Regions from separate parts of the Gossypium hirsutum genome. Here regions 2, 3 and 4 are each linked to region 1. A link is a contact called in public Hi-C data. All regions are on one chromosome and are shown on one strand. The core of a region is the stretch at or near the end of the contact, and the rest is flanking DNA. Distances in the headings are between cores, read along the strand shown. Region 1 holds the start of LOC121203531 (L-lactate dehydrogenase B). Region 2 holds the start of LOC107931703 (F-box/LRR-repeat protein 13). Region 3 has its middle 21 kb from the start of LOC121204635. Region 4 holds the start of LOC121204635 (NADH dehydrogenase [ubiquinone] 1 beta subcomplex subunit 8, mitochondrial).

Region 1 (7,248 bases), core at 2,383-4,882:
AAATTATATATCTTTTACATTTTTATCTTTATATTATATCATTTTTAACTAGTATGAGCAAACAATAAAAACATTTATATACTTTTTTATTTTTAATTTTTAAAATTATATATATTTTACATTTTATTGACATAATTAATCACATCTTTTGAATTTTATTTTAATTAAATTAAATGTAAGGTGAAAGATTATATTAGTATTCAAATATTTTATTTTGTGATAAGTACACGTATGTCTCTAATTATCTAATAAATATAATAAATTAAAACTTAAGATTTTTCATGTACCTATTTTTTTTTATAATTCTCTAATAATTTTTAATTATTTTGTTTCATCTGGTGTTTGAATATTTTTGGGGTTTGACAATTGGGCTAAAGCATAGTTTGTTGGGGTAAAAAAAATAAATCAATCGAATTTTTTAATCAATTCAATTGATTTTGATTCTCGATTCAAAAATATCCTGACTATTCACTTAAAAAATGGTTTAATACCCCTTCCGGACTAATGAATCAATCAATTCTCGGTTTGATCAATCAATTTAATTCAACTCCAATAATATTATTTAATCTTTATATTCTATTTTTTCCTTTATACTTTTCATATTTTAAATTTTAAGTTATGATTAAATAGTAATAATTAAATTGTTATGCTATTTACATTATTTCTAAAATCATACAATACTTATATTATCCTATGTATAATGTCATATTAATTTATTTATTATTTTCACCAACGACAAAGCTAGAAATTTATGTGTGGGGGGCAAGGTTAAATTATATATTTTAACGGGGTTAAAAGTATAATTTCATCATTGTATTAACATATTATTTAAAAAGTTTTAATGATATTAGACTAAAAATTTACCATTTTGGGTAGCCAAAATAAAATTTTACCATTATATTAACTTATAATTTTAACATTTTTAACATTTTCACAAAAGCCACATTATTTTAATTAATGGATTTAGTGGCTATTATTCATGTCAAATTTGATATTTCAAAATTTGAAAAGTATAAAAATTAAAAATAATAAAATTAAAGAATAGAGACAATTTATATTTTACACATAATACGAGGTTGAGAGCAAAATTTAGCCTAACATATTTAACGGTTATTTAGAATTGAATTTAAATATTATAATTTTTATTATTTGTATTTATTTTTTAAAATTTATAAAAATTATAAAAACATAAATATCTTCAAAATATAATATTTGTTGCTTTTTTAAAGGAATACGCTTTTGCTAACTTTAGAGTTGGAACCGAGTGACATTTAGGCTCTGTTTTGTTTCATCTTTGTTTGTTTCATTGGAAATGACATATGAAAAATTATTTCTGGAAAATGATTTACTTTTCTGGAAAAAATGATATTTTCTGGTGTTTGGATGTGTAACAGTCCATGTGGGGTAAACCGTATATATACTAATTGGCGTATAGTTGAATAAGCCAAGGGTAGAAGAGGATTAATCTAGTGACAGGTCTAATATATGTTCGGGTGGTGTGTGGTGATGTTCCTTTTTGTGAGGAATCCCTTATTAAAATTTCCATCTGACAAACTCTAAGGTTTGGTCGTAAACTCTTTTGTGAACACGATCCGCCAACCCCAAATGTTTTGGGCGAACTTGTTAGTTCGCAGAGCGATAGAATTGTTTTATGTGGAAAAAACAGTTTGGTGAATATCATTAGAGTTTAGTTAAGTGTTAGTTGGATTTGATCTTGGATACTGTAGATGTCAACTTGATATGTTTAGGTAGCCGAATGACTTGTTTAGTTGGTTGTTTAAGTGTGCAAAAAATATTTTACCACTCTGATTAGTGGTAGTAGTTGCATTTGGTAAAAGATTAGACTTCATATCTTGTTATGCAAGTTTAGTCTTAGATTTCAAGGGTGATAATGAGATTTTTTACCTTCTTACTAAGCTTATGTTTCGTTGTCTGTGCTATAAAAGGGTGTTTATAACCGGCATGTTTCACCTTTGTTTTTTCTCTGTGTTTTCCTACATCCTTTAAAAATTTCTTTTTAAGTTATCTTCGCTAGAAGAAACGAAAAAGGTTTCCAGAAGCTTGTCAAAACGTCACTTATAAGTACTAACTTATTGGTATTTCTGGAAAACTATAAGATTGATGTCAAGGGTATTTACGTCCTTACATCAATGCATGCATGATCAAATTTTAGTAGATAAATGGTCTGATAATTGTTATTGTTTCTTATTTAGTTCAAAAAGTTAGTAAATGCCCGAGCAATCGAGGTAAAAGACCAGTAGAGTATATTTTGTCTTGAAGTTTCTAGTGAGTTCCTTTTTGTTTCCTTTGAGTTATAAAAATTCTATGCTATGTGGGTTGCGAAAGGCAAGTTGTCCCTACTGAAGATGGTTTGATGTGTCGTGAATTGATGTGTGTGTAATGAAACAAACATATATTTGAGATTTTCTTCTTCTTATTATTATTTAATTGAGTTTATTTTATACCTATAAATTAATATTTTACATTATTCTTTGTAAAAAACACGAGGTAAATATATTTGTTATAAAATATTATAGTGCAATTTCCTTTTACCAATCGAAATTTCTTTTATAATAAGAAAATATTTTGTAATAAACAATGTTATATGTCAACTTAATAATAAATAATGCTTAATTAAAACTTAATTTAAATACATATATTACATATATAAGAGTACATATTATCACATTAAAGTTATAAGGGATAAATGAAGCTAAGCATTATTTAAATAAATACTCAAATTTATTTAATTAAAATATTCATATTTTTATACTAGGTTAAAATATGTTATAAGTCCTTGAACTCTTCATAAATTTAAATTTTAGTTAATGTACTTTTATTTTTGGGTTAATCTCACTTTTTAGATATCAAAATTTAGGTTCAGTTGTTAGTATTATTAAAAATATTTTGTTAAATTCATATCCATTATAACATCATTTTTTTAGTTACATGAATACTAAGTATTTTTTATTTAAAATTAGTGACATCAACAAAATTGACAAAAAAAATAACAATATTAACAATTTGACTTGACTTTTAAATCTGAAAAGTAGAGGGGTTAAATTTTTGAAAATAAAATTATAGGGACAAAATTCCTAATTTGTGAAGATTACATAGACTTATGATAGTTTAACCTTTATACTACAAAATATTTATTATTAATATATTTATAAATGTAATAAATATTTATTATTAAAATATTAATATTGAATATTTTCAAAAATATTATTTAAAAAATTTATTATTAAATAAAATTGAAATATTAAATAATAAATTATTAATATCAATAATAATTTATTATATGATTATCTATAAATAATTAAATATTTATGTTTAGTAATATTAAAAATTTTAACAATTTGTATTAATATTTTATTTAATTTTAATTTTTTTAAAAAATAAAAATTTATTTTTAATATAATAATATTAAACTTGAGTAAATTTTTTTTTTTGAAAACTCGACTGGACTTTTATAAAATCTTAAACCTTAATAAAACAAATAGTTTCAATAGCACTAGACTTAAGTCCAGTAAAGAAAGCCAATTAAAACATGAACAAAGCAGCAGGACCCAAATCTGCACAGAATTGGCCCATGAAATTTAAAATGAATGAAACAAAAAAAGGAAACCTAATCCTATCCTATACCAATCGAAATCAACAGCTAGACACTATAAGTCAGTGTCCTTTCATATCACCGTCCCAGCTTTTGATGATAGTAGGTTTCAAAAAATCTTTTAGTCTTCTGCTACCTATTTCCAACGAAGGCCTACTTTCCTTTTTCAGTCTGGTAGCCTTGGCCAACTTTTCTCCAGTGCGCGACGAACATAACCTGGAACATCATCCAGCAAGTAATGGCCTTCACCCTTTTTTAGTGTCTTTTTCGCAAGAATATGGGCGTATGTATTCTCTATTTTAGGGATAAAATGAAACTCAATCTCTTGAAAATGGACCTTTTTGCTGTGAATATCTCTGATAAGTGTTCCAATAACCGATCTGTCGAAATCTATAATTTGGCATTTCTTTATTACAGTTCTTGAATCTCCCACTATTTCCAAAATACTAAAACCCATAGAAATTCCTAATCGCATGGCTTGTAATCCTGCATATGCCTCCGCTGCAAAAGGAGATGCTACATTGAAGTGGAGAACCGTCTTTGATGCCAAGATCTCACCCCCCACATCTCGTACTACCATTCCCGAAGCAAATCTGCAAGATTGTTGGTCGAAGGCTACGTCAAAGTAAATTGCCACACTTGTTCTCCTATCGACATATTTATGGCTTCTATATACTTTTAAGGTGAGTTTCTTCTTTTCTATGCCGTCCAACTCAGAAATATAACTATAAAATTTTTTTTGAAATGTACCTACCCATCGTACTTTTCCTTTCATAGATTAACCAATTTCTATATGTCCAGATTAACAAAAGTCCGCAACAGAAAAGACGACACTGTTCGCTAGTCCCCGGACTAAAAACCTAGGTAAGCCACTCCCACATGCTTTGAATGACATTATTAAGTACCCAGAAAAGGTTTAAGTACATCCATACCACCATTGTTGTAGGACACTGCCGAAATATATGGTTACTGTCTTTCCCATAGTGACGACACCGAGGACAATGAGCTTCCACAACCACTTTTTTATGCTTGAGATTAGCTAGAGTAGGAATATAATTTCAGGAGATTCTCCATACTATTATTGTAACTTTCGAAGGGATGTATAAATTCCATACTTTTCTGTAAAAATCTTTAGTCTCAGCCTATATATATTATTACTAGGATCCGAATTAGTCTCCTGTAATAGTTTATAGGGGCTTCTAACTGAGAAATCGCCAGACGGTTCTCTTCTCCACACTTGGAATTCATCGTGTATTGTCTCCGCCAAAGGGATCCACATAATTTTCTTTACAATATCCGCATTAAAGGTATTAACAATTATATCTGTAATCTGTTTGCTTCATCTCCCGAAATCCATAGATCATCCCAAACAGAAATTCGATCCCCCATATCAACCCTCCAACATAGGCCTTTCTCCAGGAGTCTTTTTGCTGCCCAAACGTTCTTTCAGGTAAGTGAAGGTAAATTCCCTAATTGAGCATTAAAAAAATTCGAGTTTGGATAATATTTTGCTTTCAAAACTCGAGCTAACAAAGAATTGAGAAAATTAATAAGGCGTCAACCCTGCTTAGCTAATAACGCAATATTAAATTTGTCAAGATTTTGGAAACCTAGGCCACCATCTTCTTTTAATGAATATAGATCCTTCCAAGCACACCAATGAATATCATTTCTACCTCGACTTTTTTGCCACTAGAATTTAGCAATTATACTCTTCAAATCAGCATATAAAGATTTATGGAGTAAGAAACAACCCATAGTGTAAGTTGGAATGGATTGAAGGATAGCCTTTATGAATACCTCTTTCCCTCCTTGAAAGAGATGCCTTATACTCCAGTTAACGATTTATTGCTTAAATCTATCCTTTAAGACTTGAAAAGACAATTTCTTTCTTCTTCCCACCATACTGGGGAGCCAAGGTACCGTTCTGGATCATTTGAGTTATGCACCCCAAGTACGTTGGAAATTGTTGTTTTTTCCTCCTCCAGCGTATTGATACTTAAAAATACTGTAGACTTATTATAATTAACACATTGACCAAAACAAATATCATATTCGTGCAAAATCTGCTTCAAATAATGAGCACCTCTTTCTGTAGTCTCCCCAAGTAAAATACAATCGTCTGCAAATAATAGATCTAGAATAAATTTAATTTTTATATAAAGCCAAAATCACACATAAATAAATTATTTACTAAAAATAATTTGCGCTCTTCAAAATAACTTATTTTCTGTATGAGTTATTTTCAATCCGTCAAGATGTTTTTCATAAAATTAACACGGCCAAATGTGGAAAATATTTTTCGAAAATTATGGGCATCGAGAATAACTGAAAACCCCATAATATCCTCCTCCTCCTGCACTGTGCACTCAACCCTTATTTCCCTTTTCCATAATCTCCAAACAAGACATACAACGAGCTCCATAACCAAGTCAAACTAATTCAACTCAACACTTCACTTCACTTCACTAGTCTTTGATTGTTTTTTCTATAGTTATAATGCAAAAGAGTCCTTCAGCTTCTTCCTTGGGTCCAGGTGGTCTAGACCTGGCTCAAGCCTTCTTCAAGCCCATCCTAAACACCGATCCACCTTCCTCCACCAAGCGCCATACCAAGATCTCCGTCATCGGAGTTGGGAACGTCGGTATGGCTATCGCCCAAACTATCCTCACCCAGGACTTAGCCGATGAACTCGCCCTCGTCGACGCCAAGTCTGACAAGCTCCGCGGCGAAATGCTCGATCTCCAACACGCCGCGGCGTTCCTCCCACGCACTAAAATCAACGCGTCCGTTGATTACTCCGTCACCGCTGGATCTGATCTGTGTATTGTCACTGCTGGCGCCCGTCAAAACCCTGGCGAGTCTAGGCTGAATCTGCTGCAGAGGAACGTTGCTCTGTTTTCGAATATTATTCCTCCACTGGCAAAGTACTCGCCGGATTCGATTCTATTGATTGTTTCGAATCCGGTGGATGTGCTAACTTACGTGTCTTGGAAACTGTCGGGATTTCCATCGAATCGGGTCATCGGTTCGGGAACAAACTTGGATTCGTCGAGGTTTCGGTTCTTGATCGCCGATCATTTGGACGTCAACGCTCAGGATGTGCAGGTCAGATCATATATTAATATTTTATTGCAACTGAATAGTTACTTATTTGTTATATAACGTTAGATAATGGGACCACATAGTAATAAATTGACATTAAAATTAAATGTGTGATTTTAGTTGAAATATGCTCTTGGAAGATGGTGGAAATATTCAGTTAATTGATTCAATTGAAATTTTAAAAAATTTGGTGGAATTATTCGATAGTAGAACTATGCTTATTGACTTAAAATATGGTGTATGTAATGTTCATGTATGTTTGGTGGGTTTAAGTTTTCATTGAAAATTTCATTATCATTATAAGTTAGTAAATTTGTACATAATTAGTTATTTTGCTTGTGTGTAGTTTATTTATATCCAGATTTTAAAAGTTTTAATGTCTCATGGGTTGAAAGGTAGCTTGTTTCAGAATTTAGTTTTGTCTTTTTGCATCTTATTGGTTAATGTCTCATGAATTTGAGCGTGTGTAATATCATCCGATTTATGGGCAGTTGAATTGCTAAAAGAAACATATAGCAGGGGCTAACGAC
Region 2 (7,248 bases), core at 1,626-4,125, 220 kb before region 1:
CCCTCTTATTTTAGGCTAAACAATAGAAAGATAGTTAATACTAGTACTTTTAGTCCTTGTGGATACAATATTCTGGACTCACCATAGCTATACTACCATTCGATAGGTGTACTTGCCTCTGTCGTGATCGTAGTCTAGCTTAGTGAACCATAAAACGATCATCAAATTTTTGGCACTGTTGCCGGGGACTAAAATATTAGGAACACTTAATTTTTATTACTTTAGCCATTTTTATTTTTATTTTATTTTTTGTTTTACTGTTAATTTACTAACTTTTCTTTTATTTGCTTCTGGCATGTTCCTTTAGTTTATGAGTAGAAGAAACCGGTCAGGACCTCTAGCATTCGACTGTGAGATCGAAAGTACAGCTCACAGAAACCGTAGAGAAGCAAGGCAAAGTCAACAAAGTACAATAGAAGAGCAATAGGATATTATTATTAATACTAAGGAGATGGCAGAAAATCATAATAATCAGTTACCTCTTGTGGTTGTTGTAAATCCTGTAAATCCGAATCCTACTCCTCGTACTATGTACGATTATGCCAAGCCCAATTTAACTGGGGTTGAATCGAGTATTGTTAGACCTGCTGTTGCTGCAAATAATTTTGAACTGAAACCTAATGCTATTTAAATGATTCAACAGTTTGTTAAGTTTGATGGTTTGCGGGACGAAGACCCAACTACTCATTTGACTAATTTCTTAGAATTCTCGACACTTTCAAGATAAATGGCGTTTCTGATGATGCCATTCGCCTACGGTTATTCCTCTTTTTGTTGAGAAATAAGACTAAGCAATGGTTGAACTCCCTACCACGAGGTTCTATCACTACTTGGGATCAAATAACCGAGAAGTTTTTGCTGAAGTACTTGGGATCAAATGATGCTATGCTGATAGATTTCAAAGACAAAATGATGAGTATGCTTGAAATGTCTAATTTGGGTGAAATGTCCTATTTCCTTGGGATGGAGTTATTTTAGACTCAGCAAGGGATTTTCATAAGCCAAAAGGCATTTGCCTTAAAAATTTTAAACAGATTTTTCATGCAAAATTGCAAAGCAACCATTACTCCAGTTGTTGTTGAAGGAAAGCTATCTAGCTAAGGTGGTTTTGATAAGGTTAATAAATCTACCTATAGGAGCTTAGTGGGATGTTTGTTCTACTTAACAGCCACAAGACCAGACATAATGTTTGTAGTCAGTCTCCTATCCAGGTTCATGCACTATTGCAATGTGAACCATTTTCAAGCTGCAAAGAGAGTTCTCAGGTACATCAAAGGAACTCTGAGCTTTGGAATTATGTTCACCAAGGTTGACACAATAAAGCTTGTTGGTTTTACTAATAGTGATTGGGCAGGATCAACTGATGATATGAAAAGCACTTCAGGGTATCTGTTTACCCTTGGATTAGCTGTTTTTTGTTGGAGTTCAAAGAAACAATCCATTGTTGCTCAATTAACAGCTGAAGCTAAATATGTTGCAGCTGCATCAGCTGTTAATCAAGAAATTTGGTTAAGAAAGCTAATGGCAGATATGAACTTACATCAAAGAGAAGCAATAGAGATCAGAAGTGATAATCAATCTGCTGTTGCAATTGCAAAGAATCCAGTATTTCATCGCAAAACAAAATATTTTAAGATCAAGTTTCATTTTGTTAAAGAAGTGGAATAATCTCAAGAAATCAAATTGGTTCATTGCAGTTTTGAAGATCAGTTAGCTGATATATTCATAAAACCTCTTGGTGTACCAAGGTTCGAGAATTTGAGAGCTAGATTAGGAGTTTGCAGCATGGAAGCCAAGAAGGAATGTTAAAAGATGGCTTTCATGCAGACCATAGCAGTTCGAGCCATGCAAGTTGCAGCTGAAGAATATGTTGCTGTTTTGTTACTTTTTAGTTGATGTTTTTGCTACTTAGTTACACTAGAACTAAGTATGTAAGGGATTTGATGCAATTTGGTGCTGATAGATTTGATAAATCATCTTAACCAAGTGTGTAAGCAAAGTTTTGTACGTTTCAAGACTTTGTTAGTGGAGTTAGGTGTGTTTAGGCAATATTTTCATCTTTTTGACAAGTTGATTACTTGATATATGTAATGCTTTGTTTCAGAAATGAGATGATGAATCATTCACCAGAATTCTCTTCTTGTTTTGGTTCTTATTGAGTAATCTGTTCTTGTTACAATTTAAGTCGATTTCCTTGTTTGTTCAGCAAGTTACAGTAGCTTCTAGCTCAAGACTTTGCTGTGATTTCTTGATCTGTTTTCTAAGTTCCTACAAAATAAAAAATAAAAAAAATCAAACACCAGATTTAACCTCATCAACCTTTGACTTCTTTATCAACTTCATATCCGATTTAGTATCCTATAACGATTTTCTAATAGCCATTTGTTTTGGTCTTGATCCAACACCAAAAACATTTCATGAAAGGAGTCTCATCAACCCCCACTCCGCCTTTGACAATCGCTTCTAATTCTATTTAGTTCCATGGTAACTAGCTCATCAATAATCTCTTTATCGTCCCTGTTGATCTCAACCCAGTTTAAGAACTCTGGTTTGCTACTACATATCAGGTGTTTTGCTTTGTCTCACATATTCCTTTCTAATTATTTTCCCCAACAGTTCCATATCAATGTATTTTGGTTACATTAGAGTGGTCCATGTCTATCTCCCTGATAAAATCATTGACCGCACAATCAGTATGCCTATTGTGTTGGGCCCTGTTTCTCACTTATATTAAATCCATTTGGGTGGAAACTGAATCCAGCCCAGTACATTGGATTGCTTTGCTCCGTGCTCGCTCTTTAATGAATGACAATTTCCTACCTTAAGTTATGGGTATATTAAGTCGATTTTATACAACTGGAAATAAAATTTACTGGTGTCAACTGAAACTGCTATTAATCAGTTAATTAAAGGGGAAAAAATGATCGACCAAAAACAGAAAAAACCGAAGTGTCTTTCCATGTTTATTTTTTCTTTCATTCTTGTTCTTGTTTTCTTTTAGAAAGAGTGGATTCCCATTTTATACTTGATTAAACAATCTTCTTGCTTTCTTTGTTTCCAGTTTGTAGTCGTTGGATTTTGTTGATCAAAGATGGAAGTTGTCATGGATTCTAGTCTTCGTCGTCTTGTGAACAGAAGGCTGGAATGGTTGGAAATGACCAAGGATCAGGTTTCAGATTGGAACGCCGGAACAAGTCGTAGACGAGACCGACTCAGTGCATTACCTAATACAGTGCTTTCCCGCATTCTATCCAAGATGCCCATGGACTCGGTTGTCCGAACCAGCATCTTAAGTAAAAGGTGGAGTAATCTCTGGAAGCACACCCAAGGCGTAGATTTCCACAGTTTACCCTTCTCCGATAACCAAGCCGACTATTCTCCAATTACTCGCTGCTTAGACCTCCTCCTATCTCCTCAGATCATAAAATTCACCACTGTTGGCCACGTTAGCGAGCGTTCTAACCCTGATGTACAAAGATGGGTCAATTTTGCACTCTCCAAGAACGTCCGTCAACTGACGATAGGCCTCATGTCAGTTTCTTTAGCAAGGAGATTCTTTCAGTTGCCAGATTCTCTTTTCTCCAATCGAAGTAAAATACTGGAGCACCTTGTTTTAAGCTTTGTTGACTTTAAACCACCTCGTCCTGGTCAACCTATTGCTGCGTCAGTCTTTTCTTCTCTTAAGCTTCTTGTTCTCACCCACTGCAAACTTGCAGATGCGACTGTGGATTTGTTCCTTCGTAAATGCGTCCCTCTTGAGGAATTGGTCATTAATATGTGTGAGGGGCTTAAGAATGTTAACATCAGTGGTCCAAATCTTAGGCTGATTAGTTTTAGGTGTCTTGAAGATAGTGATGATGGGGAGTTCAGGTCATTACGTGTTGATGCTCCACTTGTCGGAAACCTGGTTTACTCAGGTGACTTGACCAAATTTTATTTGAACAACTGTCCGGTATTACAAATTTTACTCTTGCAAGGGAGGGAGGAACCAATGAATGAGGCATATACTGTCCACGTTAGAGAATTGATCGATCAAATCAGGCATGTGAACACTATGATTCTAAATTTTGCGGTTGTGGAGGTACCTTTTGTTTCGTCTTATTTTTCATACATTGTTTTAATCTTGCATATTCTTGGATATATAGTTGTTTCTGATATATATATATATTGCTTTGGTATAAATAAGTTCGTCGCAAAAGAGTACTACACAAGAGGCATCCCATTCCAAACATTCCAAAATCTCACGCATGTTTTTTGGTATGGTCCACTAAAATCTCCAAATGCGGTTTACAACCTGGTTGCCTTCTTAGGGGATTGCCCCTCTCTCATAGAAATTGCAGTAGATGTAAGTTCTGGACCAATACTTTTAAAACTTAATTGAAATTAATGATGCTTTTCTTATAATTACGGGTTAGTGAAATGAATGAACAGTTTCGGGAGGAAAGTGGGGCTGTGTTCTGCCAATGTATAAGCGAAGGTCACGTGGCAGATGAATATGAGGAGGGCGAGAGTTCACAACGTAATCCGTACGAAGTTGGAAATCTGGAAAAGCTGGAAATAGCTGAGGTGAGATGCTTTTCAGGATTTGATGGTGAAATGCTGTTGGTGAGGTTGCTGTTGGAGAAGGCTGTGAATCTTCGAAAACTATGGCTGTTTTGGCGGCTGGGTGATCTGAGTGTGATGCATGACAATGTGTTACAAGATATTACTAAATCTGGCTACCCTCAACAACTTTCTGATACAATCCAGGAAGAAGCTAATTCTATTATAGCAACCATCCTTAATTTTCGTAAAGCTTCTCCTCGTGTTCGAATCAAATTTGGACAAGAATGGCGAATTGAATCCTGGTGGCTACTATTCAACTCCTTAATTACTTGTTGCCAAATCAATCAATGCTTAATTCTAACCAATATTTATTCTGTTTATCATTTCAGGAGACGTCATTTTGGCGACTAGAATTTCATGTTCTCTGTATTGAAGAATCAATGATCGAATTTCAACACCAATGCATATGGAGTGATATGCCCATCTTGACGACTGCTTCTTTTGTTTTTTTCTCTTCTTCCTTTCCTTCACCTATTTCTAGTGTCATCTACTTTACACATATCAAGTATTAGTTTTAAATGTTTCAATTTTAATGTTCTCAGTTACCATTTACTTTTTTGCATATTTCCCCTCGAGGGGTATTTGTTCCTGCGACCCACATGAATTATCATTTCAGAATTTCTTCACTTTCCCTTGTGCTTTCCACTCTGAGTTAGTTCTAGTTTGGTTAATATATATAAAGAAGCAAAAGGAGAGGCACAAGCTAGCTCATGTCTCATGAGATGAGACTGCACCTATGTTTTCTTCAACTAAATACTATCCAACCCAAACTCGAATTCGGTATAATTGTAATCCTGTAGATAATTAAAAATGATATATTACTTGACAGTTAAATATTGAATTATTATCAATTCATTGCTTTAAATTAAATGTTTAGTATTTATACTGATTAAAATTGACGCCTCCAAAATGAAAAACAAAAAGCAGCACAGGAAAATGAGTTATCAAAATAAAGGAAAGGTGGGTCCATTAATCATGACCCATGTGACTTTGATTAGATGTCCCAATAACCAATCAGGAGAAAAAAGAAATGGTACAGCAAGTTCAAAGTGCTAAAAGACAAGAATTTGTATCCAAAAGACTCTAAACATATATAGCAGGGTACTGAGATTTTATTAAAGGAATTAAAAAACGGAGAATTACGCGTTACGTGTTTGGTGTAATACATACAAGCAAATATATAAATCAAAATCATTCAGCAATCAAGTAGTTGATAAACCAAGGCAGCCAGCAATGACTGTTTAAGAGATTTTGAGCAGATATAGCTAATCTTAGGTGTTTTTGTGTTGTCTTCCAAATGCTCTCAGGGTCTCCCAAGGAAGGCACTGAGTGAAGGTTCCAGCTAAATGATATCTACCTTGGTATTTCTTAACGTCCATGGTGGTTATGTTCTTAATGACAAAACACCTCATAATTGTCGACAATAACAAATGCAAAAATTCGTGATTTACATAACCACCAAGTAGCAGCGTGGAAGACCTTTGCTATATTCTTATACCAGTGTGGCCAGGAACACCACCATGGACATATTTTCCTGATTCCTTTGGCATCTTTTCCACTAAATCTCAACATCATTAAGACTAATCACTTGTCTAATTACGCACAAGAAAACATTATTTTCAATCATTTGTTATCAGACGAACCAGTTGAAAACTAGGCAATATATCCAACCAAAGCAAAAGTCATGCAATTCTACTGTTAAAGTATGGATTTTATGCAACATACTAGATAGGTAGTACTAGGTTTCAAATTCAAATTAAGATACAATTTTATACCCCAGAAACATAAAAATTCTGGAAAGTCAGAATTTGCAATTTTAGCTCTCATTTGTTGTAAAAAATACAACATAACATCACCACCTTAACCAGAACAAAATACAGCTTCTCACTAAAAGAACACCAGAATGCATAGCAACAAGATCGGTGTGTCTAAAACATACTAGACTGTCAACAAGCAGAGGATATTCACAAGCAATCAGTCATAAAAGCTTGGTACTTGAGGATAGAGTTGATAGATAGTGAGTTGCTACAAGAACAAACCTCCGCTGCCTGTTCAATGCTCTGCTCTTCAGCACCTCCAAGCTGAAGCTGAGATAAGTTCCCTCTGCTGCCAGCAAAGCACAAGTGAAGGCTGACGCTTCTCCACATGAAACCCTCTTACTTGAGCTCTCTTTACTACACAATCTGCCTGAGTTATGGTGAAGTTGCTGAATGTTACAGGGGTGAACCCAGACGAGCATAGAAGTGTCTTCCAAAGAGGCATATTCTCAGGTGCTCGCAGTCGCCCCAACACAGTGCTTTCAATTCTTGGCACAATAAGGAACCTTTCAATCTTGTTTACAACATCCGAAGTCACATTACCAGCATCAAGTGATTCAAATATGTTTTTATATGACTGAAAAGCACAGGTTACAAGCTCTGGGAATGGCAGATCATTTCTATCCCACCCTCCGTCTAAAGACACCACAATCTTTGGGGAAAGCTGCTTCACAAAGCGCAGAAGATTGGGCAAAGCAGAGGGCTGATTCGAAGAAGACCGAACTGGGAAATTCACAGCCACTGCCTCATTTTGGTTTGTTCGGAACAAGGGCAAAGAGTAAGGGGCTTGATCTAAAGAATCAAAGTTAAGCACCACAAGCTCAAA
Region 3 (7,248 bases), core at 1,215-3,714, 190 kb after region 1:
ATCCACATGACTTGAGCTACATGGTCTGCTCATTAGCTACTTCATGTGCTACATGCAGGCCAACTTCAACAGCTTTACCTAGTAGCTTTAGGTTAAGCGAGTCAAATTAGATAAAAAAAAGGCTACCATAAGCACTTTTATGGGTTATAGTAGAGTTCCGACGCTTACAAGGTTTTTTAGCCTAAAACAAGAAACTTTATGATAAGTCGAGATATGGATTTTATAGAAAATAAAAAATAAAGTTGAAAAGATCCAAATGGCGTCCAAAATACCATTACTTAGAAAAATTCTGATGAGATAGTTGATAAACCTTATGTTAGATGTACTAGGTTGGATAAACCTAATGTTAGATGTACTAGGTTTCTTTATGATATTTATCAATGGTGCAATGTTGTTGTATGCGAACCTACAGGGTATGAGGAGCAAAAGGATTAAAATGGATAACCACAATGTAAGAGAAATGTCTATGATTTAAAAAAAATGACTTGGGAGGTGGTTGGTAAACCACTATACAGGAAAGTGATTAGGGAAAAATGGGTGTTCAGAACCAAGTTAGAATGTTGATGGCTCTCTCAATAAGCACAAAGCCAGGCTCATGGTCAAAATCTATGCTCATATTTTTGGTGTAGGCTACTCAAACACGTTTGCACTACTGGCTAGACTAGTTAGAATCAATTTGCTACTTGGTATTGCGGCCTAAAAGAGTTGGAAGGTGTATAATATGGATGTCAAGTTAGCATTTTCCAATAGACTTCGTCAGGAAGAGATTTATGTTGAACAACTTGAAAGGTTTGTAGTAAAAGCATAGGAAGATAAAGTTTATTTTCTAAAAAAAAGGGCTTTTCATGGTTTAAAGCAAGCATCGAGAGCTTGGTATAGTAGGATTGATGAGCATTTGATCAGTTTAAGCTTTAGTAAAAGCCTTTTTGAATTTACTTTTTATGTTAAACACTATGACTCTAACATTATCATTATTTCATTTTATGTGAATGATCTCTTAATTACAAGAAGCAAGTCTCATTACTAAATTTAAGCAAGATATTATGATTGTTTCTGTGATGACTGAACTCAAATTGATGACTTTTTTTTCTTTCTTTTTTTTTTTATAATGGAGATCAAGCAAAACCAAGAAGATTTTTTCATTTGTCAAAGGAAGTATGCTAAAGAATTTTTTAAAGAAGTTCCATATAGAAGAATGCAAGATCATGGGTACTCCTATGAATCCCAACGAGAAGCTTAGCCAAGATGATAGAGTTGAGAAATTGGATGAATGACACTGCAAAAGTAAGGTTGGTTGCTTGATGTATCTCACATTAACAAGGCCTAACAATTTTTATGTTGCAAGCATTTTGTCTCATTTCATGCATTGTGCAAGCAAATTACACCTAAAGGCTGCAAAAAAAGGTGGTTAGATATGTTAAAGGGGCCATTAACTATGGTGTCAAGTTCAATAAGTGTTAATATTTTAGGAAATAAGTTAAACCATTGATTCTTATGTTTTTTGTCATGGCTAATTTAATGGGTAGTTTATTTGTTAGTCATGGATATATTTAGTGGTAGTTAGTCATGTTTCAAGTTATTAAGTTAGTGAGCATGATGTTATTTTTAGTCATTTTTTAATTTTGAATTTTGAATAGAAGGAAGATTAAATTATCATACTATGTAAAATGAAAATGTAAAATGAAGGGTTAAATTTATTCATTTTTTTTAGAATTAGAACTAAATTAATAGAATTTATAAGCATTAAAAGGTTAAAATTTTGTTATTATTCCATTAAAAAGAGGCTATCCTTATTTAATAAAGGAGTGGCTAAAATATTATATTTTGATAATGTTAGTGATTAAAATAAAAAAAATTTAAACTTAAATGACCAAAACAAGAACACACCAATAATTAAGTGATTATTTTTGTAGCTTACTCTAAAAATATATAAAGAATCGAATTAATTTAATTAATTTAACTATTATTTATTTATTTCGGTTGAAGTAAAATGAATAAAATGTCAGAAACTCACATTATCACGAGAATATAAAATTACTTGATTGAGATTAGTCCTATATTATGAAATAACACTATTGCGAAGTTAAGATTAGGGGTTAAAAGTAATATTTGAAATGAAATGTTATATAAAATTTTAAATTACCTTAAAAGTACCTCAAAGCTGTAAACCGAAGGAAGAGTTGAAACCCAAACCAGATATATTTCTTATCATATTAGTCACAAATCCAAGAATGAAGAAGTTGTTTTAATTCTCAGGAGAATTTTGCTGGTGGGAAATCAAACAGTAATCTTCCCACTGAAGAAATCGAACAGTAAGAAAGGCCAAGGAATCTTTGCCTTTTTTGTGCAGTGATGACCGTGAAGAAAAAATGAGGTTTCTTTTCCCTTACCATGTGAGAAGGCGTACATCAGCTTCCTCAACAAATTGCTAGTCACGGGCACAACACTGTGCTTCATTGGTTGTAATGCTCCATGGACCACGGCCACTGTGTCGTCTATCAATCACATCTTTACTTTACTCTAGTAATCCAAGGAATAAACGACATGAAAATTTTAAGAATGATAGCGACGTCTTGTGGTAAACCCACTTACATGTCCCATACCAGGATATCTGATTGTGGTCAACAGTTTGCAAAATAAAAATCAGCAATGCTACGCTACCACGTATTCCATTCTTTTTCTTTCTTTATTCTCATTCAATAATTTCATTTTAGAAATATACAAAGGTTACAGTTCCTAATTTTAGTTATTTTGTGAATATTATAAACTTCATGCCCATAAGAAGCTTTATAGATAATTCCATAATAACATCATCTTTTATTTTATATGGGGTTTAATATATTATTTGTGAAGTTTTTAGACTCTACTACTTATAGAAAAAAGAGAGCATATTGTTAGTATATTAAATATTTTCCCATAAACTTTGACAATAGAAGCAAGGTTAGGGGATTAACAAATGTCATATAGATGTATAGCAAAATATTAAAAAAATAAATATTAACAAAAAAGAGACACATGACAATTTTTAAAGTTACTTGTGAATATGGGTGAGCAAAATTCGATTCGATTCGAAAAAATATAAAAAAAATCGAATTTCGAATTATTCGAATCGAGTTAATCGAATTAATCAAATCAACTTGAATTTTTTTAAATTTCGAGTTCGAGTCGAATTGAATTCTCAAATTCGAATAACTCGAATAAACTGAATATAAACAATATTTTTAATTTTTTTAAATTTTAAACTTTTACTAATTAATAAACCCAAACCCAATTACCCTAGGCCCAAATATTTTATTTTACCCCATTTTTTTTCCACCCCAACCCCAAACCCGTTTGTCTAGAAATTGTTTTGCCAAAACCCAATTGGCCTATTCCTCCCCCAAAGCAATTCAAACCCCCATGCCAGCCAATTCCAATTATTTTTCTTATTCTCTCTAGACTTTGTTTTTTTTATGAAACCCTAAAATTAAACTCTCTATTCAAACCCTCATTTCCATTAAACTTTTGTTGTGTTGTTTTTTTTTTGGAGTAGTGTAAGTTTCTATTGTATTTTGAACTTTTGCTTATGTTTTTTTTATTATAATATTGTTGTTTACTTCGACTCATGCTATTTACTTTGACTTTTACTTATGTTTTTTTATTATAATCTTGTTGTATTTTTTTGTTTTTTTTAGACTAATGTTGTTTATTTGGGTTGATATTGTGTTGCTTGTATTTATTCACTTATTTACTTTAATTTTTTGTTGTATGATCATGTTTAAAAACTTTAAAGAAAATTGTTTTTTGAAAAATTACATAAAAATAAATAACGCTAGAGTCATTTTTTTAAAACTTAACTCGAACAAATATATTCGATTTGATTCAATTCGAATTCCATCTCACTCGACTCAATTCGACAAAATTTCAAATAAAGTTAGGATGATAAAATAAGATTCGAAAACTTGATTAACTCGAAAATTTTCGATTCGATTCGATCGAATACTCACCCCTACTTGTGGAAATAAAAAAAACTATATTCCTAGTGTGTCAAATATTAACCCGTATATATATACACATGCACTAGTATGGTTTTAGGTTTCACATCAAGTTAAATATTTTTTAGGTTAGCCGATAGCAGTGATTACTTTTCTCATCACATATGCTCTCCGAAAAGATAAACGTGTTGGCCATGGAATGTGGTTCAATTTTTTTTTTTTGAGTGGAGATCAAACCCTCAACCACATAGTTAAAGGATGAAATGGCGAATCACCACACCACATCTCATGATTAATTATAAAGTAAAAGATTAAAAGACACAATGTACTCTAAGCTTTTGGACTTTTCATATATTTAGCATTTAGTCCTCATACCTTTATTTTTAAAAAAAATTAGTCCATCTAAATTTTGAATTTAAAAATTTTGGTTTAATTATCAACACCGTTAAAATTTATTCTGTTAAATTTGTTGACGTCGCTTTTTGAAAATAAAAACACTTGATAGTCATATAATAAAAAACTGACATTATAATGAACTTAAATTTAACAAATAATTTTAATAGAGTTAGCAATTCTTACATTCACATAATTATTTTAATTAGTATAAAATATTTAAAATAATTAATGATATTATAAAAATTGAGTATCAAATTTTATAAAATATTAAAATATATAAATATTAAATCTCAAATTAAAATATGTTATAAAGACGAAAATTAAAATTTGATGTTTATTATATAATCTTAATTTAAAAAAAAGGTAAAGAATAGGATTGAAAATTTTCTATCAAGCTTAAAAACAAAAACAAAAAGAAAAGAAATATAATGGAGTGTCATGAAGGAAGGCTTCATTATATATATATATATATATATATTGCTAGGGCTTGCAATATAAATAAGCGAGGTGTCTTGGATTTGTACATTTAAAAGAAATAAAATAATTGAACAATTTTATGTAATAAATTAACAAAAATTGTTATAAAGTTAAAGTATATGATATCAAATCCAAATACGACCAAATAAATACAAGCTGAATACTTTTCCCTTAAAGATAGATAAACAAACTAGAATAGATAAAAGTAGTACACTTATTCAGTCTCAATCCACGACCACGAGGAAACAAGCAATTACCAATCAACATCATGACTTAATTAGACCTTCAAAGCCACGGTAAACACCAAGAAGACAAAGAATTTGAAACAATAATTAGGGACATTGGAAGCCAGATGGAACTTTCTTTGAGCAGACGTTAAGAAGCAAGCTGAGGGAAACTGGGATATTAAGGTTGATGCCCAAAACGTTAGCTTTGAGTGCTGTGCAAAGGCAAACAGCAGCTTCAAGATCAGCAAGGCCTTGGAGAAGGGAGCAGCATGGTTGCCCTGGGGGAGAACCAACAGTTACATTGACTAAACCAAGCACCTCAGCACAGACACCTAACTTAAGGGTATCTTGGGGGCATTTGCCTGAGGGGGATGGGGAAGGAATGGGCTTTGGTTTTGGGTTGGGGAAGGGCAAGAACCGCAAGCACTGACTAGAGAAAAGAAGAGAACGTTGAGGGCAAAAAAGAGGGCAAGCGATGCTGTTCTTTTTGAAGCCATCTTGCCTAATGTACAAGTTATGGTATGGAGAATTTGGAGTGAAGGAAGCGGGTTTTATAGTGCTTTAAGAGCACAACTCGGTTGTATTATAACGTAAGCTTAGTTAATAAAAGTTTACCATAAATCAATTTAATGTTTGCAATTTGAATTGGTTGAGGCAGAAGATTGTTCGTAAACTTCAGACGTTTGTGATAGTGAGGTGGAGATTTACACTAAAATATTAGCAAGTCCCAGCCTCTAATGGTGGAAGAAAATGGGATCCTCAAATCACTTAATCTATCTATATCATTCATCCTAATAGCCTTTATTAATCTGATATTGGGACAGATTTTAATGGTCTTCTAAACAATGGTAGCTAATACTTTATTTTATTTTTTTTACAAAACATCTCCTCTGGCTCTGTTCCGAACTAGGATAGTTACAACTCACAAAAGTTAACTGCTGAAGACAAAATGGATCCAGATTCAGAACAACATAATTACTTCCCTGTTGAAGGATAGCTTGCCAGACCTTCATCTTATTCTTGGGTTTCATTTTTTGTTTTGTTTTGATTTCGCTATATTCCAATCTGACTGTATCATGGCATGTACATCCAACCAAACCCATATCTTTCACATTGAACTCCAATTTCAAGATCCCAATACAACTTGCTGTCAAAAAACTTAACTGTAATGAGCTCTAATGCAACTAGAAACGTTCAGAGTCTTCATTATTTAATCCTTTAATTTTCCTCTATAATAATACTATTGAGATTGCTCGTAGTTACTGCTAACAAACCGATTTTGCTCCTATTCTTGGCACATTGTCAATGGAAGTTTTCAAGCTTGAAAAACAGGATTGAAGTGTCACGGGTGAGCACCTAGAGACCTACCATGGGTCCCACAAGAGATTCATTTGGAACTGTGCCCTCATTTGAAAAAAAATCATTCCATTTACATTAATATACATTTAATTGTCATCATCAGGTGATTTTTTTCCCTTCTTTTTCACACATGGATTGGAAACCGGATGCTTCTCTCGACTGCAGAAACTACTGAAACTTAACCGAGTCCACATTCATTTTTTCTTCAAACTTAAGGTTGGTTCACTTTTTTGCCACGACTGCGTGTGGAGTAATGAATTATTAAAAGAAAAACATAAAATAGCCTCATGTTGCAGCGGTGGTCCAGGTGGACAATATATAAATGTATGCTTTGAAATAACTTGGAAGTTATCTGCTTTCACATCTTGTGGGTAAACTTGACACACAATCTTTAGCTTTATTCCCTTTGATGTGATTCAATATATGATAAATATTCTACTTGCCGACCATATTCCTCAAAATATTGTATATATTTGATTATGACAATATATAAGTAGAAAAAAATAATAATGTACAAGTATATTTATAAAAGTTTATATAGAAAACAAAAGAAATTTTGGTTGAAACAATAAATCTAAGTCTTTGTTAGATTTTGATGTCTTAATTTAAATCCTATGAATTTATTTTAGATATAAATTTTTTTACATATATAAAAATATAAAAAAAATATATACAGCCCTCATAATAATATTTGTTACTCATGACATCAATTTAATAACACATTTTAATTTACACTGCTGATGGAGTATTTGATACACTCTTAGTAGAGTATTTAAAGTCTACAAACAAAGTTAGAAGTTAAGATATAGTAAAAT
Region 4 (7,248 bases), core at 3,335-5,834, 170 kb after region 1:
CATTTAAAAATGCAGTTTTAACATCCATTTGGTGAACAACCAAATTATATATAGAGGTAAGTGATATTAATAGTCTAATTGTAGCAATTCTTGCTACTGGAGCATAGGTATCAAAGTAATCAATACCTTGTCTTTGTGTAAAACCTTTTGCTACCAACCTTGCTTTAAATTTATCAATGGTTCCATCGACCTTCATTTTCTTTTTGAAGATCCATTTACAACCTATTGGTTTGGAACCTGGTGGAAGATCAACTAAGATCCAAGTTTGATTTCCCATTATTGAATCCATTTCATCATTTATTGCTTCTTTCCAAAAAGTAGAGTCTTGAGATTTCACTGCTTCTTCAAATGTAATAGGATCAGATTCGGTATTATAACAATAAGGTATCTTATTGCATATACTTTCACCTTTTCCTTCTACAAGAAACATAATGAAATCTGGTCCAAAATCTTTGACCTTTTTAATCCTCTTACTTCTTCTTAATTCTTGACAAGATTCATCATTATTATCAATTTGTTTCAACGGAATCTCATTCTCATTTGAAGAATGAATCAATTGTTGTGGTTGTAATTGTCTTGATATAGAATTAAATCTATTTTCATCAAAAATAGCATCTCTTGATTCAATAACCGTATTAATTGAAATTGAATCATTTGGTTCAATTACTATGAACCTATATGCCTTGCTATTATGTGCATAACCTATAAATATGCATTCAATTCCTCTTTCACCTAACTTTTTACGTTTAGGTGTTGGAACTTTTATAATAGCTCTACAACCCCAAACCTTTAAATAATTAAGGTTTGGTTTCCTTTTCTTCCATTATTCATAGGGGGTTATTTTAGTTTCCTTATTAGGAACTCTATTCAATATATGACAAGCTGTTAGAACAGCTTCTCCCCAAAAACCCTGTCCAAGACCTGAATATGATAACATTGAATTTACCATTTCAATCAAGACTCTATTTTTCCTTTCAGCTACACCATTTTGTTGTGGTGTGTAAGGGGCTGAAACTTGATGGACAATTCCAGTGAGTTCAAAATAACTTGGATTATAGTATTCTCCACCTCTATCCGATCTTAAGCACTTGATAAATGATTCACACTGAAGTTCAACTTCAGATTTATAAACTTTAAATTTATCAAGCGCTTCATCTTTTGAATGCAATAAATATACATAACAATATCTAGAACAATCATCAATAAAAGTAACAAAATATTTCTTTCCACCTAATGTAGGAGTATTATGCAAGTCACATAAATCACTATGTATCAAATCAAGCAATTTTGTTTTCCTTTTAACCTTAGGGAAAGAATTTCTTGTAATTTTAGTCAACATACAGGTATTGCATTTTTCAATATTATTATTAAAAACAGGAATTAAATCTAATTTATACATGTCATTCAATTTTCTATAATTCAAATGACCTAATCTATAATGCCACAAACAAAATGATTCAACCATATAAGCAGAAATAGTATTTTTATTCTTATTAATAATATTAAGTTTGAACATGCTTTCATACATATACCCTTTTCCCACAAAAATTCCTCCCTTAGACAAAATAAACTTATCTGCCTCAAAAACAAGTTTGAAACCAAACTTATTCAACAGACTTCCAGACACTAAATTTTTCCTAACTTCTGGTACATAATATACATCATTTAAGGTTAAAACCTTTCCAGAAGTGAATTGTAGTTCAACAGACCCATTTTTGTCTTTCTCGGGTTGCAGCAACAGATTCATTTTCATTCTCTTCAGGTCTTGGAGTATCCAAAACATAAGCAATCTTCAAAGTTGATAACAAAAAGTGCATCTTTTTCTGCCATCATCGAAAATTGCCACCATCAAAACGATCAAGTTTAACAAAGTTGGAAGCCAACTCCCTTAGTGTTCCACTTTCATGTGTTGTGGTAGTCATCATGAAATATAACCTTAAAATAGTTAGTACAAAACTCCGGTAAGGAAAAAACTCGAACACACGATCGGAACTCGAAAAGAAAAAGAAGAAATAGGACAGGCTCCAAGGCGTGTATCAAGCCACTATCTTTAAGGTTATATTCGCCCCCACTTATCTTCAGTGTACAAACGAGTTCCAAGCAAATTAACCTCGAGGATACAATGAAGCCAATGACTATTTGCGTTTTGCACTGACGAGAATAGTCCACTATGCACTGAGTAATGTATAACAAAAACTCAATTTCTACAAAGGATTTCTGCAGCAATACTTTATAGAATAATCTAATAATATTAGAAAATGAAGGAAGAGAAGAAATAATATTAGAATTTGTTGATATGATTTCCAAATGAAATCCCATTCCTATTTATAGGAATTTTCATGTCTCTTCATAGAGACATCTTTCAATAGGTGTCTTTATGAATAAATAAATAATAATAATTATTCATTTAATTTTGTAACTATTCAAATAATATTTTTTTGAATAGTTATAATTCTTTTTTTAAAAAATCAAATGATATAACTTTTGACCAATGACCAAAAGTTTTATCTTTTGATTAATTACACCCATTCATTTATAGTTATTGGGATACTATAAATATTTGAAAATATTCCAACAGATATCACAACTAAAGATCCAGTTTTTTTAAAAAAAGTTCAAGTTTTGTTGCACAATAACCAATTTTTCCAACAATGCAATATGGTCCCCAGTTGGTTGTTTTTCCTAAAAATATTTTTGGGTAATTTCTTATTAGATCACTAAAGTAGAGTAGAGGAGTTCTCACAACCTCACTGTCTCTTTAGGAATTATATCAACATAGTAGTCAACTAGAATTAATACATGAGCACAAATTATAGAATTAAATTGTTGTCTTATTCTTAAGTTTTAATCCTATTTCAATTACTAAGCCACTAACATAAGGATTTCCCATCCGCATAAATAATTTTGCTCATTTTAAATTGGAAAACAACATAAAAGATATTAAAATGAGGTATCACAACCAAAGAATTACGTCAAATTAAGACAACTTAATAATAAAGAATCTCCAAAAGAGTTATTGTAATTTACAAGAAAATTAAAAGTTTAAAGTAAAAACAAATTATTACAAAACTAAAAACAAATAAAAACTACTAAACCAAACTCTCCAAACTTTCTATACTTTCTAACCTAAGAAAACGTAATCAAAAGTTTAAGGCAACCTAAGGAATCCAACATGCTTCTACCATTTACAAGGCTTTTCTAAGGCAAGATCTCAAGCTAGAGCGGAAAAGACCAAAAGCTTAATTAATTTAATAAATATCACAAATTTGAAACTCGAGTACTGACGAAAAGTAGAATATATTCTTACTTTTTGTGTTTATGTAAAGTGAATTATTTGCAAATAGATTCAGACTTTTTGCATTTTCCAGCTTTTTCCTTTTTCCACCTCTTTCGAATATGCTTTTTTTTCTCTTGAACTCAATCCAATGTCTACAAGAAGACTTTGGAAAAGCTTTGTAACTCAAGAACACAAAAACATTAAGAATAACTTAAAACTAATTTTTTTCAATAGCTAATGGAAAAATGGACCTATTTATACAAAACTAACTAAAAATTAATTAAGAACAATGCAAATGTGAGGGAATTAAGACTTAAAATATATAAGCATTTGCTCATCATACCCCTACACTCACATCTTTTCTTGTATCGATGGGACTCTATAGGTGGCTTGTATGCTCCTTAGACTCCTATTGGTTTTTGAGGATTGAAACCTTTGAGTAAATTGGGGGAAAGATTACGAAGGTCTTAAGAACCAGTGTGTCAAGTACCAAGGTGATCATAAAGGGAGCCTGAGTGGGGAATTCAAACTTTTTGGAGGAAAAGATCGTTGCTACTTGGGGTATCTTATGATGACGAGTCTATGAAATGCAAGGGACAATCATGGATGTGCCACATGAACTCCTCAAACTCCTCTTAGGGAGCTATAACTACGAGGTTAATAAAAATGAAGAGATATAAAAACTTTAAGGGATTGACGTCTTAGGCACCGATGGATTATATGAGGACCTTAAAGAGGTTATGGACTCTTTAAACCCCTCAGGGTTGAAGGAATTTAAATACATTTGTATGTGGTTTCAAGATAAAGGGAAACTTTGGGTGATAATAGAAGCTTGCAAGATCTAAGGTTTATATGAGGACCTTAAAGAGGTTATGGACTCTTTAAACCCCTCAGGGTTGAAGGAATTTAAATACATTTGTATGTGGTTTCAAGATAAAGGGAAACTTTGGGTGATAATAGAAGCTTGCAAGATCTAAGGTCGAGGTTAAGTGTTGGAGGACCTTGGGACGAAAGAGGCTTAATTTCAAAGTCAAGTTAAATATTTATCTTAAACTAAATTTTTGAAAAAAATATATTTAAAATTTTTAAAGCGTTAACGAATAGTGATTAAGTCCTTTGTTCACCGTCAAAAGACTAAAGTTTAAAATCTATTGTCGTGTTTTCCCCTCAATTTGTAATATGTACTTAAAAAATTATGAGTACAAATAGACTCACAGCTCCAAATATCTAGAATATATTTGGGTTTGAATCAAAATAAATTTGGACGACTAGAATATATTTAGAAACAGAACAGTTTATGTAATGTGAAAATCAAACCTAAAACCTGATATTTGAACAAGTAGAATATATTAAAATATCACAATTTTGACACTAAAAAGGTTTCCATAGGTCCATATTGATGGGCTTCGGCTTCGAATCTATTACGTTTTGTTTATCGTTTGAATATCATTTATCTATCCCTATCGTGGGCAAATGGCCCATTGGAATTAGTCATAGCTAAATATTAATACAGAAACCAGAGTTTGGTTCTGCAGAAAGTTCCGAGGAGAAAAGAAATGGCAGGAAGATTGAGCAACGTAGCGTCACGTATAATGGGCGGAACTGGCGTCGTATCGCGCTCCGTCGCCTCTTCTTTTCGACTCCGTTCCGGTATGGGTCTCCCTGTCGGCAAACATATCGTTCCCGACAAGCCCGTAAGCTCAATCACTTCATAATTCTTCAGATCTATTCAGTGAAAATCATTAAAAAGACTAACCCAAAACCCTACAATTTTACTCCTGCTGGAACCTTTCAGCTTCCTGTAAATGACGAGCTAATTTGGGACAATGGAACTGCATTTCCAGAACCTTGTATTGATCGAATCGCTGATACCGTCGGAAAGGTAAGTAAGTTCTCTATTTAAATGTTCATTTGTGTTTTATGGTAGTGGGATTTTGGATTATTTGAAGAAATTACTCTCTTTTTTTTCTCTGTTCTTGTTCCTATGTTTCATTTTTCTGGGAGTAGTATGAGGCATTAGCTTGGATGTGTGGAGGCTTGAGCTTCTTTGCATCGTTGGGATTTTTGGCTTGGTGGAATGATAAGGCCTCCAAGATTCCATTCGTGAGTTCAAATCTCTGACTTGATTAGTTGACTTTGCCTTAGTTCAATTCAATTTTCTTTATGCTGCATTTGGGAATATGAAATTGAAACTCTTGGATTTGGATTTCATTTGCTATATAAATTGTGAGAATGAATTGTATATATTATGAATAAATTAGATGAATTTCAATATAATGCGTTTTTGGAAAGTATAAAAAGCATGAATTTGTTAAATTCCTTGGGAATTTCAAATTCACTACTAGGCATCCAACAAATCCAGGGATTTGAGAAACAATCATGAGTAATATATTTGTATGTGTATTATCACTCAATTTGCACTATTCTCGAAATTCAAATCCAAAGTTTGAAACCCGAGACCCCAAATGCTACCTTATAGTTTTTTTAACGTGTTCATGTAATATTAATATTTGTAGCTTAGTGGTGTTTTGGATATGTTTGAAATTGGGAAAATAGGAATGTAGGATAGTGACCGAATCAAAAGGTACCATAATGTCACTCATGTTTTAAGCTGAGAAATTTTGAACTTCAAGCTCGAGTGAGTCATTATCCCAGAATAGGGGGATATGTGAACTACCTGCTTTAGGATGGAAGATATTTCATGCTAGAGGACTCTAGCCTGTTTTCTCAACAATGATTATGGTTGAGAGGATGAATTTTGCAAAGGTTCATGATAGAAAGCCCTTGTCTTTGGTTTTCCCTTGCTTGATTCTCTGATGAACTTAGAAATATTTTCAGAAATGCATTTCCCCTGTTAGATGTGTTGAATTGTTGAGGAAATCCCTTCCATTGGGGGCTACTGGCTAGTTTGGCCTTCTGTCTCATTGTTCTGCCTGCTGGAGTTTGAAATCCGTCTCATGCTCAGTTAGCAACTTTGACAATATATTTTGGGCTTCGCAAGAAGCCTTTTTAGGGTATTACTTTTGACAATATGCTAGCACTGCCATGTCAATTGCATAGATAATTAAAGTTATTTTGTTTTTGAAAGGTATAATTGAAGTTCTTGAGAGTTCACATTAGATATTTTATGGTAAATCAATGGAAACCACTGTTTACTTGTGCTATTTAAACAATGATGTTTCTGCTAGGTAAGTGGAAGTCTTCTGCTTGCTTTGGGTTTAGTGATGTCTATTTTAGAAGATTCCTTATCCTTTTTATTTTGTATGGCTTTTAATTCCTTTCTTCAATGGTACATCCATCAACATTTCATGTTGTGTGTCATTAGCAGCCCAAAAAGTAGCTAGAGAGAAGTAACCTACGTGTCATTAATTTGGTGTAAATTTTTGTTGCTTGCAAGAGTTTAGTTTGTTACAGTCTTAATGTTATGTTACTTGCTGGTATACGTTGTTTGATATTTCTCATGCTGATTGATATCTTTTCCCTACTGTTAAGCAGGCACCAAAAGTATATCCATATTACAACCTGCGAGTGGAGCTTGGTGGAGAACCGTAGGTAGATCCATATGCAAAGTTCTATACATCTATTGTTCGTTTCACTTGTGTCCTCTGTTCTTTATTGGTTTACTTTTGGAACTTAAAAACAATTAAATAATGGATTCTGTGGGCTTGTTGCTGAAACTAACATTTTGAAATTTGAACAAATAACCCAATGTGTTTTGGTTCATAAAATCTTATTAAAAGATGCGTTGCCTCCTTTTATTTTCAAAGGGTTGGTGCCAAATTTTGCAGTAATTAGATGATGCCATATGGCTATAATGTTACAAAAAGTAGATTGTGGTGTAGAACAGTTTGTCCATTCCATGTTAAAGAATGAATGATAAACAATTACTTAAAGCTGTACTTACAATTTGTTTGAGTAGAGCTTGTAGGCAGTTGAGTAAAGTTCCAACCTTGACAAGTCTCAATAAAGTT

What was found. A called contact is a pair of places that touch in the nucleus more often than the background predicts.
Region 2: a Hi-C map of leaf shows a contact between it and region 1, with 2.1 times the contacts expected there. The contact joins the promoter of LOC107931703 here to the promoter of LOC121203531 in region 1. A contact is called at or near these places in 2 of 34 Hi-C or Micro-C datasets (leaf and petal).
Region 3: a Hi-C map of leaf shows a contact between it and region 1, with 2.2 times the contacts expected there. The contact joins the enhancer-like site here to the promoter of LOC121203531 in region 1. A contact is called at or near these places in 2 of 34 Hi-C or Micro-C datasets (both in leaf).
Region 4: a Hi-C map of leaf shows a contact between it and region 1, with 4 times the contacts expected there. The contact joins the promoter of LOC121204635 here to the promoter of LOC121203531 in region 1. A contact is called at or near these places in 6 of 34 Hi-C or Micro-C datasets (callus, leaf and petal).

What each region holds. Positions count from the first base shown.
Region 1 is chrA08:115,469,355-115,476,602 of Gossypium_hirsutum_v2.1, reverse strand. LOC121203531 (L-lactate dehydrogenase B) reads left to right here and starts at 3,632. Exons shown (of 5, transcript XM_041074865.1): 1 at 3,632-3,848; 2 at 4,124-4,296; 3 at 4,415-4,477; 4 at 4,560-6,721. The coding sequence starts at 6,113.
Region 2 is chrA08:115,693,076-115,700,323 of Gossypium_hirsutum_v2.1, reverse strand. It overlaps LOC107931703 (F-box/LRR-repeat protein 13), which reads left to right and starts at 2,875. Exons shown (of 4, transcript XM_016863639.2): 1 at 2,875-4,081; 2 at 4,187-4,345; 3 at 4,432-4,847; 4 at 4,935-5,231. The coding sequence starts at 3,092. The coding sequence ends at 4,956. It overlaps LOC107931739 (scarecrow-like protein 27), which reads right to left. Exons shown (of 1, transcript NM_001327336.2): 1 at 6,667-7,248. The coding sequence ends at 6,673.
Region 3 is chrA08:115,277,702-115,284,949 of Gossypium_hirsutum_v2.1, reverse strand. It overlaps the pseudogene LOC121204634. Among protein-coding and RNA genes, the nearest start is that of LOC121204635, 21 kb to the left of the region's middle. Within about 2 kb of position 2,464, at least 4 of the 9 cell types and tissues checked have an H3K27ac peak or open chromatin away from gene starts, as enhancers often do. A contact at or near this core is called in leaf, where this site is marked.
Region 4 is chrA08:115,300,037-115,307,284 of Gossypium_hirsutum_v2.1, reverse strand. LOC121204635 (NADH dehydrogenase [ubiquinone] 1 beta subcomplex subunit 8, mitochondrial) reads left to right here and starts at 4,584. Exons shown (of 4, transcript XM_041074864.1): 1 at 4,584-4,971; 2 at 5,073-5,159; 3 at 5,285-5,380; 4 at 6,773-7,043. The coding sequence starts at 4,834. The coding sequence ends at 6,829.